Linked DNA regions of Zea mays: regions 2 and 3 are each linked to region 1. The links are chromatin contacts, called in public Hi-C maps. All regions are on one chromosome and are shown on one strand. The core of a region is the stretch at or near the end of the contact, and the rest is flanking DNA. Distances in the headings are between cores, read along the strand shown.

Region 1 (3,250 bases), core at 538-3,037:
TTACAATTTTTTTTTCTGATAATACAAAATATTGCTAGCATTTACTTGTACGAATCCTATAGTAGTTAGCAATCAGGAAAACAAATAATTTTATATAATTTGAGGCTTGATTATTCTGCAGAGCAGATGGTAGTAGTTCATCTAAGAGCATATGCGTATCTTGGTCCGCCAATGCCAGGCCTATTACCCACCATTAGAAAAAAAAAATCGTTAATTATTGAAACGTGACGCTGTCGTCCTCATCATGTTGCGCTCGATCTTTTTCCCTCGATGAGTTGCTAGCTACTTGCCTACTAGAGCCAATGAAACGATGATCCAGTAAAAGACGTACGCGTTGCTTATATAATAATTATTGTACTCCGTACTCAAATGTGGCTCACAAGTATATGTTTACTCTTGTTTTAATATATTAGTTGCCGTTGCCGTTGCCGCAAGCCCATGATGTAGTGGAGTTGGAGAGACAGTCTTCCGCGAAATTGTAGTAGACTCGCACTAATCAAATCACAGATGGAGAACCTGAGACCAGGTCTAGTTGGTAGTTGCTTCTAGAAATAACTGGTTCTGACCATATCATCAGAGTCTGAAGCATTTCTCTTGCTCTTTCTTGCCAATCGCCGGTTGCTAAGGCTGGGAAGCTCAAGCGACGCAAGGCATGCCGTGCAGTTTCTGGCAGCATGCCACCGTCCACGGCACCCTACAGATACAGAGATCCGATTCGCCGATCTACTTGCGGGGGCAAAGCAAGCGTCAGGTTTGGCTTAAAATAAAACATTGCACCGGGACGTGGCTTGGTCCTTCGCTTCTAGATATGGTTCGTGATTCGTAGTACTGGTACTGACTCTGCCCTGCCCATGCCAAAAGAAGCTCTTTTTTTTTCACAACGTCGGAGCAAGTACATATCTCTACAAAAGATCTTGGAAATTAACAGATGTATCATCTTCAGGCTAGCGCAAATCACGAACCGCATCAGTCACAGTCCGTGCATGAATCCGGGCAAACATGGGTCGACACATAAATTGTGTGGTCTGAATCTCCTTCTTCTTCTCCAGTGGAGATACTTGCATGCAGGTGATCGACCCGCAGATATTTTTCTTCGATCTTGTCTCGAGGGATCGCGACTGATGGCGAGGCGCAATGTTAATTACACGTACGTAATCATTCGAGACTCGATTGGCCGATCGATCCATCAATCCATCCATTCTTCCTCCGCAAGCGACTCTCGGAGGAGGAGGACGACGACGACGCCTCTCATGATCTCGCGCACTGTCACGCTGTGGACCGGTAGCAGTTACCGCCTTTTTTTTCCCACTCGCGAACGGCTCATGCATCAAAGCGTGCCGGCCGCCCGGGCCTAGTAACTAGTTAGGGTACATCGCCAAGAAAAGAAGGAAACGAAATTTGTTGCGAAGCGTAATTTTGGTACTACTGGAGCTCAAAATGGAACGTTACAATGAGGTGGTTGAACCATACTGTGTGCTGGCAAAAAAGGTTTCCCGTTTGTATACACAGGCAAAAAGGAAAGAAAAAAAAAACAAACTCCAACAGCTCATTCAAAAATATCGTTTATAACCGGAAATAAGTGTCAGCGCAAAAAATTCTTGCCGTCCTTTTTTTCGTGTCGCCGCACCCTCTCCCGTGACCGAAATCAATGCCTAATAATTACCTTACCCGTCCCTGGGTGGCTGCCTTCTTCCAGTTCAAAAATCCACCGTTGGATTTGCATACCCTACTGTACAAGGAAGGTACGTTATATACTTATATACGCTAGGCTAGTTACATCGGCAGACGTCACGCAGCTGACCGCGGCCCGCATCCGCTACGCCAACGCTGCGACGGGCACGGGCAGCGCGATAAAATCCGCCGCGGCCGCCTCCACCCACCTCGACGCTCGCTTCTCCAAATCCCCCCTTCGCCTTGCGAGGGGGCGGAGGGGAGGTGGTAGTGGTAGGGTATACAGGAGTGCTCTGCCCATGGAGAAGGCGGGGCAACAACGCCATGTTATCGGCGGCGGCGGCAAGAAGGCGCCCGCGCTGGGGCTGCAGAAGCAGAACTCGTGGTCGCCGGACATCGAGCGCGACGAGGCGTGGGAGCGCCGGCGCAGGGGCATGCGCCGCGGGGGCACGGCGCTGCGCCGCGCCCGCAGCGTCACGGACGACGACCTCGACGAGCTCCGCGGCTGCATCGACCTGGGCTTCGGCTTCGAGCCGGCGCACGCCGCCGCGTGCGCGTGCGCCTGCGCCTGCGCCGGGAGGAACCGCCTCCTGGAGACGCTGCCCGCGCTCGACCTCTACTACGCCGTCCACGGCGGGGCGGCGGAGGCGCCGCCGTGCTCGTGCGGCGCCGCGTCGGAGGCGTCCTCGTCCGAGGAGTCGCCGCTCGGCAGCCCCATGTCCATACTCTCTCCAGGTAGTCTCCGGCTGTCCAGGCAATCTCCGCCCGTGATTCTAGTTTCGATCTCTGATCCCTTTCCGTTCGTTCGTGCAGGCGACACGCCGGAGACGGTGAAGATGCGGCTGAAGCAGTGGGCGCAGGTGGTTGCGCTGTCCATGCTGAGCCGCCACTGAGCTCTCCGGGCCACGGCCGCCGCTACCTTGTCGCATTGGGAGTAGAGAGAAAAAACCATTCGAGATGCACACAACAGCAGAAGGAAGGAATCTCCGGCGGTCGCCTCAAGCAGAAAAAAGACGAAGAGAAAAAAAAATCTGTTAGGGTTTGGTCATTTGGTGGGCCGCCGCCGCCTTCCACCTTGCTCGTCCTATCTTGGACTGCTAGCTAATCATCTTTCTTCCACCATGATTGTATGATTCCGTTGGAGACAAAACATCATGCCTAATTACTTTGCTTGCTTATTAATCCTCTTGCTTCCCCCCTAATCCATATTAGTTTCTCATCTTCGTGTATGTACATGGTTCCTTTCAAGAGGCAGATTAATTTCCATCATCTCAAATGATTAGCGGGGCACTTCCTTCTCGATCTACTACTATACCTATACTTGAGATGACGACGATTGTTGAATACGCACGGATGTCTCTCTCTCTCTCTCTCTCTCTCTCTCTCTCTTAGATCCTTTTTCAGTTCATCAACTCTGTTGAAACCTGTGCTCAATCAAGAGTTGAGACTTAATACATGTCGTCAATCCAGAGTCTTGCAGATCAAGGGCAAGGAGACGAATTTTTCAACAAAACCAACAGCGGTGGAAATAAATTCCGTGTGGTTGGATCGGTTGGGAGAGAGCTGTCTTGGTTCTGCT
Region 2 (3,250 bases), core at 237-2,736, 170 kb before region 1:
ATTGAACGCTTCCCTAACCTTCCTTCCCCTATTCGGTGGGGAGAAGGACGTAAATCAATAATCATGTTGTTCTGTTGTGTTCAAAAACATTGTGACCTTTTTGTGCCATAGCATCCGGGCATTGGGACGAGTACTTAGGAAGAGGAGAATGTGTGAATGATATTTTTGTTGAACGGGTCCGAAAGGTGTGTCAAGAGATTGTCGATGGGGCCGGCATGAGTTACGGATGCTTGCACCATGAAGCCAAGCATGGCTACCATTGCCAACCTCCCTGTGACGGTAAGAAATCACGCCATTAATTAGAAAACTTACTTATTGTAGGCTTTATTTTTCTCGCAAAATGTGCTGAGCGGAACATACCGTTCTTGATTTCTTTGAGCTTCTCGTCATGAGCATTCTCTATATCCTTTGCGAGTCCTAGTGGATTGAACAGTGGACCCCCGGGGTAGCTGTCCGAATTTAATAGAAGATGTAATGGGCGTTAGCTAAGGTTTGTCAGGTGAAATTTGTAGGGTATGCTTCAACGCTCACTTACCCTGGCTGTTGACCTGCGAGTGCAGCCTCTAACCCTATGAATGTCCCTTCCTCTGCTTGCGATCCTGGATTTTTGAAGTCCATGTACCTCTTGGTTTCAGCGAACCTGTCATGATATATTGGAGTTGAATTTCCATGAAATCAAATCACAGGTCACAGTTGTTTAGGTTGAGGTTTACCCCATCAAGAAGAGCTGGACGAAGAAGAGCGCCGTGGTGTTCGCGAAGTCGAATTTCGCCGCGCCTGCTTCGAACCACACGGGGAGGTCGCTGTTCCCTGATACGCGGAGCAACTGCGAAGAGCCACGAAGCAAAGCAAGGGTTAGGTCAGCCTTCTTCTCTCCAGATCATTCATTAAAGCCCATGGTTAGCAGGGCGTAAAAACAGAAGAGGGACGTGGATGAGCAAGCTTACGTCAGTGAAAAGGATGCCGGCGACCCCTGCCATGGCGAACCGGCAGTGCACGAGCTCGGCCTGAACGTACCACTTCAAGGCTTCGGGCTCCTCGCCGAGGCCCAGAGGGTCGAAGCCGAAGTCACCTGGTAGTCTGCAATCAGAGACGCCACACTGTCAACTGACCAACACCATCACCACATGCAGAAGTGATGACACCGGCAGATATCAGGGCGTCAGGTAACCGACGTGCCGTCGAGGTATGGGGGCGGGTCCAGTCCGGGCAACCAGGTCGCCCGCTGAGTGCCGGCGGCTCGGACGGCGACAACCCGAGCTCTGGGTGACGGCCGCGCGTGGTGGTGGTGTGCAGGCGTGGAAAGCGTGCGTCTGCAGCTCCAGCCCGCGACCGGCCTTGGGGAGGCGGTACGGGTACGCAGGGCGCTTCCATGGCTGCTATTGGCGGCTGTTACAGTGGACGCCATGGCTGCCGGAGATGTTTGCTTGCCGGGCAAACTACAGTCGGGGATGGGTGTTCCGTGCTTGCTCTTGTCTTTTGAGCGTGCTGGGGCAGGAAGCTCTCTCGGTTCTGGATATGGAATTAGAGGCGTTCGTTCCTTCATTCAAAAAGCTGACTGGCGGAAAAGCGCAAAAGTGTGGCTCTACGATAAGGTGAGGACTAAGGAGAACTTGGGCCACATGGGCCTGCACGAGCGCAGCTACTGCCTACCGGTTGGTGGCATTTCTTTTGTAGGCTGAGACGGGAAACAACACATGGGCCTCTACTTCTTGCTAGAGAAAATTGAAATTCATAGCATACATAACAATGAGCTAACTACAAGCTAGAAACCATATGTAGTACCCTAGTAGCATCTTTAGTTAAAATTTCTGAAATTATCAAAAAGAATGATTCTAACTCTTGCAATCAAGTCCAAGTTAAAAATATTGTTATAGAAACATGTTTGGATGAGATTGCATTAGAAAATGAATTGCTAAAGCATGAAGCGGCTCCCCTTGGTAAGGCTTTGTATGATAAAAAAGGCAAAGCTAAACAAACTCAACCTCCCAAAATAACATCACTACGAGAGTAAACAAGCCTATGGATAGTGAAACTGTGGTTTGCTGGCTATATCACAAGAAAGGTCACAAGTCTTACCAATGCAAGGTGAAGTTCGGGGAGAATCAAAAGAAAACGCCAACAAGCAAAACCTCAAACACCTACATCAACAAGGTGGATAAAAGACCACTACACCATACATAATCAAGAAGAAGAAAATGGAAAGGTGGTAGCGATCAAGCTAACAAGCAAGCCAACAAGGGAAAGAGGGCCAAACGCATGTGGGTGCCAAAGAAGATTATCTCAACCATGAAAAACACAAAGAAGGTTTAGGTCCCGAGAGGGAAGTGAAAAGTCTGAAGGACTTCAGGAAATTTGGAGACTTAGCAAATTGGGATGTATAACATTGGATGCATCACATAGGATCAAGAATATTGCCAAGTGGATTAGTGAACACTTTGGACCCAAATTCCCCACCCATGACTAAGGTAACTAGAATTTATTGTATTTTCTTGCTTTTAGATATGCGTATCTAATTTCATTTGTTATCTAGCTTACCTTTCATGCCCAGTATTGTTTTTTGTACTCTTTTCAATTAATATGAGTTTTTCAACTAGTATTACTCATAGCATACATGCTAGGCATATCATATGGTTGGAATGCTCGTCTTCAATTCATACTTTTCGAGCAAAGCTACATGGTTTAAAATATGTAGTAAAGCACGACACATAGCTTAATTAAAATTCCAAGATAGATGGCACTATTGCTTGTTTCTAAAGCTATATCTTTCAATTGGTGTCATTTTGAATTAAATGTGTAAAATTCGCCTAGAGGGGTGAATAGGCAAAACCTGAAAATTATAAACTTTGAACACGCACTATGCCCGGGGTTAGTGTTAGAAATAATTCGGAGTGCGGAAGATGGTTCTCCTTGCTATGAGTTACTCAATCAATGCGGATAACCTTAGGAGCAAACTCAAATCAATATGAGAAAGGGAACTTTTAGAGAGAGAGAGAGAGAGGAAGGGAGGGGAAACAAATTGAGTGGAGATCAATCACAAATGAACACGACGATTTGTTTACCGAGGTTCAGTTCCAAAGAACCTAGTCCACGTTGAGGAGGCCAGAAAGGTCGGATCAATTCCAACCCTTTCCCTCTCTTAATCGGTCACTCAGACCGGTCGAGTGCTTTTTCTCAATCTCACGGTCACTAAGACCCCGCAAGGATCACCACACAATTGGGTGTCTCTTGCAAGCTTTGCAAAACACTT
Region 3 (3,250 bases), core at 510-3,009, 130 kb before region 1:
ATTTCCTCGGCCTGTTAGCACCAGGGCGTGTCACTGTCAGATTTCTGACACTGTGGTGCCAAGGAACAAAGGGAAACAGAGAGAGGCACTACGCTACTGACAGGTTGGTGATGGCGGGGTTCCCCTGGGAGTTGCTTGTGATGTAGGAGGAGAGCAGGTTGGTGTAGGGGCGCGTGTCGACGATCTCGTGGGGGTCGACGCCGGCGAGCGGGTTGCCGACGGGGTTGCGCACGTTGTCCATGCCGCTCTGCAGGCTGGTGAGGCCGACGGCGCGGAGGCCGTCCAGGATGGCCGGGACGTCCGGGAGCGTCACCCCGCGGATCTGCCAGTTCTGCCGGGTCGTCACGTCCGCGCACCCGTCGGCGCCGTACGCCTCGATCACGCTCGCCAGGTACCGCGTCTGCTCGCTCGTCGTCACGCCGTTGGGCAGCTTCAGCCGCATCATGAAGCGCCCGTCTGCAGCGCAGCATAGCCATGGTCCATGGAGGAGCCGTTAGTTAGCAGCAAATCACCATTTCGTCTCACGGACTCGGGCTCAGAGTGAACTGAACCCAGTCCGAGAGGAGGTCTTTGTCCAAAAGAACGGATGGTCCAAGAAAGAAAACGAATCTGAAACCGCTGGTTCGGGATAACAGAAAGTAAAGATCGTTATTTGTGACGCGGGTATATTCGTTATCTACGGAAAGCTACTACTATAACTGGTATGCTTGGCATTTGACTCTTGAGGTGTATTTTATTTAGTACTGACGGCGACTGGGATGCTTTCTGCTATTTAGTACCAACACCTTGATGAAATTTTCTATTGCCTACTAAAAGTCCAAGGTGAGACTTCTTTTTTCTCAGTTATGTAAGCTGCACACTACAGACTACAGAGCAGTCATGTAATAGTGCATCAAGAACAGAGTCATCTGAAATCCAGTCGCAAATGACTGCATTTTACGAGCAGCAAGTAAATCTGCATTTCACGGGGGGGGGGGGGGGGGGGGGGGGGGGGGGTGGGTGGGGGGGGCGGCGCAGAGGCAGGCAGTGGACGTACACTGGTGCTTGCGGCGGTGGAAGAGGCCGAGCCACTTGAGGCGGACGTCGACGTCGTCCTTGGTGAGCTTGGCGGCGTCGATCACCTCCATGGGGATCTTGGCGAGGTCCCTGACGCCGCCGTCCATGAACAGCGCCATGGGCTCCTTCTCCAGCTTCACCTTCTCGTGCGGGTTCAGCCCGGTCCGGTACCTCTCCTTGAGGGACCAGTACCCTCCCTCCCGCGCCTCGACCCTCGGCTCCAGCCGCTCCGCGGGGACCTCATTATCCCGTGTCGCCGGCGGGGACGACGACGGGATGGAGACGGCCGCTCGGGCGCGGCCGGCGCGGCGCCGGGACGACGCGTGCGGGGAGGCGGGCAGGAAGCGCTGCAGGGACGCTGTGGAGGCCATGGTTGGTGTTGGTGGTGGCGGTGGCACTGCTGCTGTCCCTGTGCTGTGGTGGTGGTATGGTAGCCATGGGTGGCGAGCGTTGCGGTTGTTTATTATGGGGGCGAGAGGGGCCGCGCCGCGCTGGTTATTGGCTCTTGGGGAGTTGAAGAGGGCAGGCAGATATGCAGCCGGCGATCCACGTACCTGGAACGGTCTGGGTCGCAGCCTGGGATATGTCATGTTTTTTCTGTCTCTCTCTTTACCAGCGTGGCCTGCGGTGCTGGTCCGGTTTCAGCTGCTGCTGATTGCTGATTGCTGAAGCAGAGGAGGCGTCCGTCCTTCCATCCCACCCAAACATCTCATAGCCAAGAAGAGACGGATTAGTTAAAGCAAGCTCAACTCACGCACGTATGCAGCAAACATGTATGTAAAGAAAGGGTGGTTGTGGATTAGTTAAAGCGTACCCGACCAATGACCAATCATACCGAGGCCACATACACGAACCTGCGATAGTTTTTTTAGCCAGTCCTGCATGGTCTAGTTACACCGGCAAGGCAATGCAGGGCAGGGCGCCCCATGAGCCGCCCAAAGGGTCGGTGAGACGCTCGCGCACGGGTCCGGCGAGAGGCGTGCCGTGCACTGTCTTTTCTACTGTATCTAATAATATCTCCGGCTGCATCTGCATTCTTCTGGCCGGACCGGGATCCTCGCCGAGTCGACCGGTACTGCTCTGGCAATCTTACCGATCGAGCAGGCAGCAACGGCCGAGACGGCACCGGCACCGGCACCGGTGGCCAAACCACACGTTTCGAGTTGGAGGCCACACGCGCGGCCGGGGTCCTTTGACGCGCGTGCAAGGACGACGTGCGCTGTGGCTGTGCGCCTGTGCCCACCCATCGTGATTGTGCCGGACACGGACAGAACGTACCTTCTAAATCCTTAGGCCATGTCGGAAGAATTTCCTGAATCCTTCGTTTTCATGTGAAGTTGATCTAGTTTCTGTAACCAAAAAAACGGCTCTACCAAGCGTAAATTTCTTCATACATCGCCTCCTTCGATCGTAAAATATTTTTAAAAAATAGGACATGGAGGACTCGAATCCTACGCACTTATATTATAAAAATGTTTAGTTTCTACCACTGCAACTCATCGATCAAATTATATGATATATAGAAATTGTAGCAATATACGAACAAAGTGACAATTTCTTCGTATGTCGTTCCATCCCGCGCGTGTAGCGAGCGACACGAAAATATATAAAAATATATAAAAAAGAGTAACTAGACCACGGAAATATATAAAAAGAGGTCCCGACTCGCTCGAGTCAGTCACGGCCCGCCCTAGACCAACCTCGGCGGGAGACACAATTTCGATTTGCCCAAGGCCAACCTCAGCGGGAGGCGCAATTTTGATTCGCCCGAGACCAACCTCGGGGGGAGACGCACTTTCGATTCGCCCGAGACCAACCTTGGCAGGAGACACAGTCCCGGCTCGCACAAAGCCATCCTTGGACGGGAGACGTAGTCACGGTTCACCCGAGGGCCGAGGCCATCCACGGACAGGAGACACATTTACACCTCGCCTGAGGCCTCCCGCAGACACGGCCCGCTCGAGACCATCCTCGGATGGGATACACAAATACGACTCGCCCGAGGGCGTCTCGGGTGAGTGCTCGGAGAGGCCCAGACAGAGCCAAACCTCTCCAACTCTTCTCCACTTGATTTCAACTCTTGGGAGGATCCTCCTATGACTTAGACAAACACATTTAGAGTATAATTCAATTGACTAAGTCCCAGAATATTACCTTTCTCCCAGCTTTTTCTGTTTCACCTCAAACAGAGCTC

What was found. A called contact is a pair of places that touch in the nucleus more often than the background predicts.
Region 2: a Hi-C map of ear shows a contact between it and region 1, with 2.2 times the contacts expected there. The contact joins the promoter of LOC100281795 here to the promoter of LOC100277102 in region 1. A contact is called at or near these places in 2 of 25 Hi-C or Micro-C datasets (ear and leaf mesophyll).
Region 3: a contact with region 1 is called in a Hi-C map of bundle sheath, with 2.6 times the contacts expected there. The contact joins the promoter of LOC103627781 here to the promoter of LOC100277102 in region 1. A contact is called at or near these places in 3 of 25 Hi-C or Micro-C datasets (bundle sheath, ear and tassel).

Annotation. Positions count from the first base shown.
Region 1 is chr5:218,407,468-218,410,717 of Zm-B73-REFERENCE-NAM-5.0, forward strand. LOC100277102 reads left to right here and starts at 1,788. Exons shown (of 2, transcript NM_001150763.2): 1 at 1,788-2,406; 2 at 2,485-2,851. The coding sequence starts at 1,971. The coding sequence ends at 2,564.
Region 2 is chr5:218,240,259-218,243,508 of Zm-B73-REFERENCE-NAM-5.0, forward strand. It overlaps LOC100281795 (light harvesting complex a/b protein4), which reads right to left and starts at 1,487. Exons shown (of 6, transcript NM_001154715.2): 1 at 1,176-1,487; 2 at 948-1,080; 3 at 714-826; 4 at 536-640; 5 at 361-449; 6 at 1-271. The coding sequence starts at 1,408. The coding sequence ends at 135.
Region 3 is chr5:218,275,056-218,278,305 of Zm-B73-REFERENCE-NAM-5.0, forward strand. LOC103627781 (ferredoxin--nitrite reductase, chloroplastic-like) reads right to left here and starts at 1,760. Exons shown (of 4, transcript XM_008648080.3): 1 at 1,037-1,760; 2 at 102-456; 3 at 1-11. The coding sequence starts at 1,646.